Linked DNA regions of Sus scrofa: region 1 is linked to region 2. A link is a contact called in public Hi-C data. All regions are on one chromosome and are shown on one strand. Each heading gives the region's core, a stretch centred on a gene start, on an enhancer-like site or on the middle of the called end of the contact. The rest is flanking DNA. Distances are from core to core; before and after follow the strand shown. Region 1 holds the start of CCDC88A (girdin). Region 2 holds the start of CFAP36 (cilia and flagella associated protein 36).

Region 1 (4,703 bases), core at 866-3,365, 69 kb before region 2:
ATTAACGGTAAACTTATTCTCTGGCAACAATTATTCATTAGTAATACACTAAATTCCCACATACACAAAACATATGAATGTCTTAAAATTGAAAGTTCCAAGCTACTCTTGTAATCAGATTGTATTCAAGAGTAATAGGCTAAATATATATTTGAGCACAACTACAATATTCACTACACTGATATGCTGAGAATACATGTATGCTACAATACCTATGATAAAAACGGAGTTTTTGTTTCTTTGATCCAGCTACCAATGTCATTTTGATATTCAATTGCCACCCCAAAAACACTTTATTATTTTAAATCGATATCATAAACATAAAAGACAAAGATCTGCCTACTAAATCATTAGCTAGTTGTCACCAAGATTTCAACCACCTGCATTTCAAAACCAGCTCTAAGAATACCTTAAGATGACCTCTCAAATATTAATCTAATAATTCACACAATAAATCACCTAATCACATTAGTTATTATATGCATATAAATTACTTGCTACAGCAACAGTCCTCACCAATCAGAACTGTTGTCTGAAATTCTCTCCTCCGAAATCTGTTATTACTTCATCAGTTTCAAAATTTGAGCCATTTATTTTTAGACACAAAGGTTAATAAGAAACATTTCTGCACCAAATGCACATAACTTCACAGTAAAGGCTTTTTCCCCCCTTAGGAAACTATTCTAATTCTCCTCCTCATTTTACCAAATTATCAAAGAGGACACAACGTGGTTTGGATTTCAGCACTGAAGACAATAAGTGACAATGCACGATTTGCAGAAGGGAAAATTAAAGTTTCACAATTTTAACAGGCATAATTACTGGTTGTGATAAATGGGCTGGGCGTAAGATTACTACTCCTTTCAAGGTCCAATTCTAAAAACCACCTGAATTTTTCCGTCCAAAGAACTAAATTAGGATCTTAAAATACAAAGTCTCTAAGTTCACAGTATGCCATTTAAAAAAAAAAAAAAAGAATTGTCTAGAAAGAAAAAAAGAAGAACACTTACATTTGGAGCATAACTTGGTTCAAGAATACCCCATCCACCAAAGCCACATATTCGTCCAGGTTGGTCACATTTCCTGCAGCCAGAGGTCCAAACGTTTTAACCTAGAACAGAATGATGATCATCACGACACGAACGCCCACCTCCATCTCTGCAGGCACAAATAATGCAGCTAAATACACAAAAAATAACGCCCCACTTACCCAAGTGACCAAGGGACTGGTCATGAACTGCTCCAGAAGGGGAGTAAAAATCTCGTTCTCCATTTTACAGATAATGTACTTGAAAAAAGGAACTATCACAAAAATAAGCCTAAGGAATTGGTCACTAAACGCTAAAGTGAGTAGAAATCAATTAAAGTCCATTTTGGCATAGGATGAAAATCCCATCGTGGAGGGGAGAAAAACTCTCCCACCTCAAAAAACACCCCAGGGGGAACCGAGCTGAAATCCTGGTAAGCGGATTCGATAGCAACCACGAGCGGTAGCCTGCGCTGGAAATGTCTGTACCGGGCGAGGAGGGGCAGAGAAAAGGCATCTGGAGGAGGAGGAAGGGAGAAGGGGCTGGAACAGCAAGACAAAAAGCCCGTCAAGGTTGCCCAGCTCCTGGAGGAGCCAGACCTGCGAGGCTGCCCCCAATGAATTAATCCCAGTGTGGGATAAATGAAATCTCACGTTAGATACTACGTTAAAGGTTCTTAGCTGCCGCCAGGCTCGACCTCCGCGTTCTCCTCAACACGTTCCACCCACCAGTGGGCATGGAGCCGCTTTGACCCTCAGAGCCTCCCCAGCCCGCAGCCCCTCACCAACGACAGGCAGGGCTCGCCCCTTCCCCCCGAGCACACACCATCCTTTCGCCGACCCTGAGCCTTGCCGCCTGCCCCCTTCCCCTCCCGGGGGTGGGGGCTTGAATGTGTGTCCCTAAGCCCCCAGTTTCCCGAGCCCTGCCAGCCTTTTCAGCGCGCCTCTGGGAAGCCCTGGCACAAAATCACCGCCGCGCTCCAGCCTCCTCCTCCGCCCTCTCTGGAGGAGCCGGAGTAACGGCCTCAGAACCGCAGTGCCGCATCACACCCCGCTCCTCGCCTACCAACCAGCGCCGCCAGCCCGCCGTCAAAGAGAGCGAGTGCTCCTTCCGCGCCCATATCCTTCCGCCGGCTCCCCGCCCCTCCCGCGCCGCAGCCTCTGGATTGTGGGAGAAGAAAAACCGCTGCATGAGCGCGCTCCCGAGCGCGCGCACCCCGGCCCGGCCCCCGCCGCCGCCCAGATCCTGGCGGCGGGCGCGGCGTGGACGCGCGCTCGCTGCAGCTGCTGCGGCGGCCCGGGCCTCGCGCGCTCCCAGGACGGTTGCCAGGGCCTGGGGGGCGGGGATGGGGAAGGCTGAGGAAGGGGTCTCTGTCTGCTAGCTCGTTCTGCCTAATTATGGTTTATTTCCTCCCTGAGTGCCTTCTTTGATGTGTGAAGGAAAGGGAACGAAATCCCTCCCTTTTAAACATGAGGGATGCAGACAGCTTTTTTCGGACAGTTAGATTTGATCTGTTAAGCGTGATCTCTCCAGCAAAACGGAATAGGAAAACTCACTGCAGTAAATCGCAAACGACGGACCTGAGCTGGAAAGTTAGTGGGTTGTTTTTTTTTGTTTTGTTTTTTTTTCCTTTTTTCTTCTCCTAAACACACACACACAAAAACAAAAAACCAGTCCACGAAAGCAGGCATGCTCTTCAAAGTTGCAAGTGCATGTAGTAGGATTTCAAATAACCAAAGTCTTAAAACGTGTTGATATTTCCTGACTGGTGCAAACGTGATTCAGACATTGTTGTTTGACTATTTGGTGATTGAAAAAAATCCAAACAAAATCAAGAGCTACTAAGAGGAAACATTTGGAAGTCATCCAATTTGGGTGACAAATAAACAGATTACATATTTGTCATAAATCTCAATGCTGTGCACGACTAGAACCATCAAAGTAATTTTAACAGTTCCCCAGCAAAATCAAGTGTTACTCCTCATTTTGAAGGAAAATAAATATCTTTTCCCTGGGACAAAATGTCATGTAAAACAATTTTTTTGAGAAAAAATATATTATAGTTTTCAACGTGTGCCGTTTACATTTACATAAATATCTGCTTTGAATACTTATATTTTAAATTAGCAGTAAAAATGTTTTTGTCATAACACTAAATTAAGAACAGCACAATTTCTTAATTAGGTTGTTAAGAGCCTGGGCTCTAGAGTCTTCCTGCCGGATTCAAATCCAGGCTCAGATACTTAACAGCTGTGTGAGCATAGGCATGTCTCTGAACCTCTCTGAGATTCATTTCCTTCATGTGTAAAGCAGGGTTAAATTAATAGAGTTAAATTAAGTGGCAACTTACAGTAAGTGCTTTGTAATTGTTATTGGTGGGTTTTTTTTAATCATTTTTGCACTCAAATTAAAAATCTTGAGGAAAAAACTTGAAATGCAACCTCTCTTACTTCAGTTGCAGGAGAAAGAATCTTGCTTTAGAAAGCAGGGAAATGTCCTTCTCAAATCATCTTAATTAAAATGAGGATACATTCATGTGACACTTAGCTAGGTGGTATTCAGAGTAGAATCTTACATTGCCCTGGCCTACCCATGACTTGGGTCATCCTGGTTGCTAGCAATCTTTTCCTTCTGCTCTTGATGACTCTTTCTTAATCACAATCCTTTATTTGGAAACATAGACCAAGAGTGAGCAGGCACCAAGAAGGAAGTATTGATTTCAGGAAGAGTCTGATGCCCAACATGTCCACTTTTCTTTGTAATCCCTCAGAAGCTCAACTAAACAACATGGAAGTGTTCATGCCTGTAGTGTGGTTTATCTGCAGACAAACCAGAACTTCTTCATTCATTAAAAAAAAAAAAAAAAAAAACCATCAGGTTTAACACCAAGTCCAAGTTAAGTGCATTTGGGGCAGCAGTGACTGAAGAGTCAGCACAGGAGTTGTATGTTAAAATGTCATTTCTTGCCCTCTTTACATTTAGTAGCTAACCCTCACAGAAATCTGGATTCCCCTTTAGAACCAGATGGCCCCAGATGCTTCCTGGTCTATCTTTAGGCTTTACACACACACACACACACACACACACACACACACACACACTCTCCCTCTCTCTCCCTCTCTCTCTCTCTCTCTCTCTCTCTCTCTCTCTCTCTCTCAACAAAGAAACATGAGGAGTTAATTGTAAAAACAGGAAGCTTTAGACCAGACTGAGGTCTGGAGTAACTTATTTGAAAACCTATGAATTCACAATTCCCTAGTTCAACAGCAGCCTTAGAAATTCTCTATGATCTCTCAAGAGGACAATCAGGAAACTTCTCTGTCTGGTAAAAGAGGAATTGTACATTATACACAGTTTAATGGTCTTTGGATTGCAACATCCTGTAATATTAAATCCAAAAGTTTCCTCCTATCCTCTTTTCACTTTGGAAGAGAGTTCTCAAGATTTCTTCAAGGTACTTTTGTTTTGTGCTTAATAGTCATTTGTCCTGAATTTATCCTTTCTTAAAATGTTAAATTTCCCAGGAAAGGACTTTGGAAAAATCATGCCCACCTGGTTAGGATCTCAGTTATTAGCTCCAGTTTCTTCTAATAAGAAAGTAAATGGTTGGAATGAACCATGATGCAATTTAGGAATCACTAGAGAATGATTCTTCCCAGTGTATTTTAATTGAGA
Region 2 (4,797 bases), core at 1,346-3,845:
TCTGAGCTGGATCCTTAACCCACTGAGTGAGGCCAGGGATCGAACCTGCAGCAACCTCATGGTTCCTAGTTGGATTCGTTTCTGCTGTACCATGATGGGAACTCCAAGACAGCCTTAGTTTTTTGTTTGTTTGTTTGTTTTTGTGTTTGTCTTTTTTAGGGCTGTGCCTGTGGCATATGGAAGTTCCCACGCTAGGAGTCCAATCAGAGCTACAGCTGCTGGCCTATACCACAGCCATAGCAACGTGAGATCCGAGCCTATTCTGCAACCTACACCACAGCTCATGGCAACACATGATCCTTAACCCACTGAGCAAGGCCAGGGATGGAACCTGCGTCCTCATGGATACTAGTCAGATTTGAAGAAAGCCTTAGTTTTGAGGAGAAAGTTGAAACAATACAATGTTTTGAAATAAATGGGAAAACTTGCAAGTCTAAGGGAATTCACACTGGGTTCATTCAGGAACAACACTGAGAAAAGAAACAAAAGGAGAGCTTGTGCATCCCAGTTATTATCTGCTTTGAGTGGAATTAGAAAGTACTTGCAAGAGACTAAAGATAAAGATCCTAATGCAGGGTAATGCTGAGTGCAGTTGGATAGCACTTTTTGGCCTTCAGGCTCATAAGAATCCTAGCAAGTAACTTCTTTCTGAAAGGAGGAAACTGAAAGAATAAAAGCAGATTTCTCTTTCAGAAGACAGGAAGACAGAACAATAAACACAATAATCCACTACTGCTGTCACAATATTTTAGCCCAAGAATGATGATGTCCTTCTTTCCTTTAGCCTCTTCTCAGTAATTAAAAAACCACCACACTTTACCATACCCATTTCTAGCAAATAGTGTTTGGAGCATGATTATCCATTAAGAAAAATAACTTACTGTCTGCAGTTTAAAGTCTACATAAACAATATAAAACTCCTCTATGGCAAAAGACACATTTAACTAAGTTAAAGACAAATGACAAAGATGTCATTGCAACATGTCACAAAGAGTTAAAATCCTTATAATAATATATAAAAAGCTCTTCCAAGATTTTTTTTAAGAAAAAAAATACCGGAGTTCCCGTCGTGGCGCAGTGGTTAACGAATCCGACTAGGAACCATGAGGTTGCGGGTTCGATCCCTGCCCTTGCTCAGTGGGTTAACGATCCGGCGTTGCCGTGAGCTGTGGTGTAGGTTGAAGACGCGGCTCGGATCCCGCGTTGCTGTGGCTCTGGCGTAGGCTGGTGTCAACAGCTCCGATTAGACCCCTAGCCTGGGAACCTCCATATGCCGCAGGAGCGGCCCAACAAATGGCAAAAAAGACCAAAAAAAAAAAAAAAAACAAAAAAACAAAAAAACAACTATGTACCATTTTAATGTAGTAGATTGGCAAAGATATTTTTCAAAATGACTTTAAAAATAGGTTACCGAGCCTAACCTTTCCTTTGGGAATTTATTCAAAGTAAGTAATGACACGAGGGTTCAAAAACATGTGAAAGTATGTTCAGTACAGAATTATTTAAGAATTTAAGAAGCTGAAGTAATTTAATCTAGCAATTGAGGGTCGATCGGGTAAGTCAAGGCATATATAGTCTTTCATTTAGCAATTCTGCTAGAATCTATCTCCTGGAATAGTCAATAAAACCAACAGTTCTTAGAGACACACAGATGTTCATTTCAGCAGTTTGTAAAAGTGAAAAACGGCATTGTACACCAACACCACAGAGGGAAGAAAAAAACCTGCACACTAATCACGTCTATGCATCCAAATAAGATAATGCATAATATATATGCATATACATATATCTTGAAAGGGCGGTGGTTTATAGGATACTATGTAGCTGTAAAGAAATGATGGTTTCATATGTTTACAAGAAAAGATTATATATTAAGTGATCAAAGTTTCATAGCTGCATATAATATGACCCCGTTTATGCAAATACATGTAAGGTTGTTTGAAAATATTTTGGGACGCCAAGTACTCTCTCAATGACCTTTGAAGACCCATTCTACAAAGGACCCCAATCTAAAACAAGAGCTTGTTATTTAATACAAGGTTAGGTTACTCAGAAATTCGTTTAAAGTAACATTCACTTTGACTTTGCTCTTGAAAATCTAATTCTAGTTATTTCTATCTACTTAAGAAAATTTAAAGACCCACCTGCAGCTAGACGGTGCAAGCTGACTTCTGAGCCAATCAGCAAATCTTACAGAGCTACTTTGCTCGGGTTTGTACTTTCAAACAACCCTTTAATTACAAACGTTTCTGGGCCAGTGTGTCTGAAAATGGTCGGAACTGAGGGGTGGGGATGCAACCGTGAACTGAAGCCTCTTCAGGGAGGACCAGGTGCGCCCTCACTGTGCCACTTCTAAGCTTCGGTCCCAAGCCACTGCTCGGGAGGGAACGTTAACATTCCTTCTAGGACCTCCAGCCAATGGCTACACATTTGTTCTCGGCCCCAGCAACTCCGGACCAATGGGCAGAAGGCTACCTTTTCGACTTGCTCTTCCTTTCCAGCCAATCGGAAGCATTCTTCAAATGCCAACACTGTGAGTTGCGCAGGCTCCAAAAAAGGAGGCTTCACTTCCGGGCTACTGCCTGGGGAGACTACGCGTGTTGCCATAGCGACCATATTACGTTAACCGGTTTGCAGCTTTCTTCTAGGCAGCTGGGAGATTGCGGGGGCAGCTGGTTCTCCTCCTGTTTCTTCTTCGCTCCCTGCACCCGAAAGGCCTTACAGGCTCCTGGGATCTGGCCTGGTGCTCCGCGGCACCGGGTGGGCGCGGGATGGCTGCAGAAGAGGACGAGGTGGAATGGGTGGTGGAGAGCATTGCGGGTTTCCTGCGAGGCCCGGACTGGTCCATCCCCATCTTGGACTTTGTGGAGCAGAAATGTGAAGGTAAAATCCAGAGCCCGAGTCGTCTATCCTTTCTCACCTCTCTCACACCATCAGCTGGCAGAGAGATGGTTACCACAAACCACCTCTCATCTCCCTGATCTCCACTCTTGTCAGCTAGGTTTAGAGCTGGTTTTTAGGATGTACTGCTATCACTGCGCCCATCTTTTCCTTCACGGATGAAAACGGGAGTCGAGATACCTCACTCCCTGGGCCCAAGGACACATCCGAAAAACATTAGACTTTAATCCTGTGGGAGGCCTCTGTTGGGCCTCTCACCCTCTCCTTCACCTTTCTGCCTTGGGCAAATGCACTGTTTGGGTGGGCTTTTTCAACTTCCCCATTGACTTGGGAGGAGAGACCTTAGTTGTCTCCTGAGTTCCTTCTGATTCCAACAATTGACTAAAACGTGGGAGTGGGGTAGGAGTGGTATGTGATTACTCCAGAAGGCCCAGAGCTGATGATCCTAGTGGCCTGCAGCCCCCCTTTTGAACTCTCTGACTTTCAGCAGTACCAAAAATGGGGGCGGTGGTGGTGTATCTTGTAAAAAAAATGAGGTATATAAACGTGACATAACATTCCCTCTGAGGAAATGGTGCCCCCAGGTTCTTATCAGTTCACCCTTGGAATTTTGCCTTCAGTTCTTAGAGATAAATTGGAGCCCATTCATGGAAAAGGAACAAGAAGCGATGTCATGTGAATACTTCCCAACTGTTATCATGCTTGTTTAGGCGGGCAAGTCTTTAAGGGTAGTAATATCCATTAATCGTTTGAGCATCTGTCTTATATCGGAGAGATTAGACTTTTTTTGGTAAGGTTCAGTGAGATAGAGCTAGGGTCAGTGGGTACAAGCTACAGGGAAACAAATTTCTGTGAAGGAAGTGCTTCCTAACAGAGTGTATCCCAGATCAATTCATTTGCCTCAGAAGGTAATGGGTTCCACAGGCACCGACAGTGTTTGAATGAGTATGACAACAACTTAATGGAGTTATAGAGGGGAATCCAATTTATCCTGGATGATCTTTTAAGAGCCCTTTTAATCCCAAGTTTTTATGAATCTGGTAAAGATGAAATTTACTTTGACATATGAATCTTTTCATTACATTCTCATTGCCATGAACAAAATTCAAATGGTATTTTTTTCTTTTATGGCCACACCGTACGGCATGTGGAAGTTCCCAGGCTAGCTGTCACTTTAGAGCTGCAGCTGCCGACCTTGCCACAATCATTGCAATGCCAGATCCCAGCTGCATCTGTGACCTAGGCCGAAGCTTACAGCAATGCCAGATCCTTAGCCCACTGAGCAAGGCCAGGGACTGAACCCACATTCTCATGGATACTAGTAGGATTCTTAACCTGCTGAGCCACTCACGGGGAACTCCTCAAATAGTATTTATTAAGTATTGTTCTTAAAGGTAATTTTAAAAGGAAGTTCGAAGTGACTTTTACTTATGCTCCTTTAAAGAAGGTAATGTTATTATGAGACTGATGAAGCCTGTGGTATTCTGACCTCATTTAGGAGAAAAAAGAAATTATGTCACCTTTTGATTCCATGTGCCCCACTGAAACTAAATGCAGAAATGGAAAAAAACAAAACAAAACATTGTCCTTTTTATCCCCAAACATCAAAAGAGGCTGCATCTTAGTTATAACACTGTGTAATTTTACAGGGAAACAGTAATCCTCATCCTTATAAACATGTAATGTAGTAATTTGGCCTCAAAATTAACTGAAAACAGCTTAAGTAGCTGCTGTATTGCATGTATGCCCAGTGTTATATAGAGTCAGAATAAATGGAGGTAATATCCCAGGGACACAAACATAACAGTATTTATATTTCAGTATTTCTAACAGTATTTATAGCAGTATTTATATTTCACTGACTTTGGGTTGTCAATGTTCTAGTCTCCACCTCAA

What was found. Hi-C and Micro-C count contacts between places; a contact is called where the count stands out from the background.
Region 1: a contact with region 2 is called in a Hi-C map of liver, with 2.8 times the contacts expected there. The contact joins the promoter of CCDC88A here to the promoter of CFAP36 in region 2. A contact is called at or near these places in 1 of 5 promoter capture datasets (fetal liver), 5 of 47 Hi-C or Micro-C datasets (fetal heart ventricle, fetal skeletal muscle, heart right ventricle and 2 more) and 2 of 2 datasets of contacts at active chromatin or transcription factors (alveolar macrophages and skeletal muscle).

The regions. Positions count from the first base shown.
Region 1 is chr3:85,808,455-85,813,157 of Sscrofa11.1, reverse strand. It overlaps CCDC88A (girdin), which reads right to left and starts at 2,115. Exons shown (of 39, transcript XR_002342714.1): 1 at 1,211-2,115; 2 at 1,011-1,111.
Region 2 is chr3:85,740,227-85,745,023 of Sscrofa11.1, reverse strand. It overlaps CFAP36 (cilia and flagella associated protein 36), which reads left to right and starts at 2,595. Exons shown (of 10, transcript NM_001244775.1): 1 at 2,595-2,883. The coding sequence starts at 2,772. It overlaps LOC102163556 (a long non-coding RNA gene), which reads right to left and starts at 2,389. Exons shown (of 3, transcript XR_302482.3): 1 at 2,145-2,389.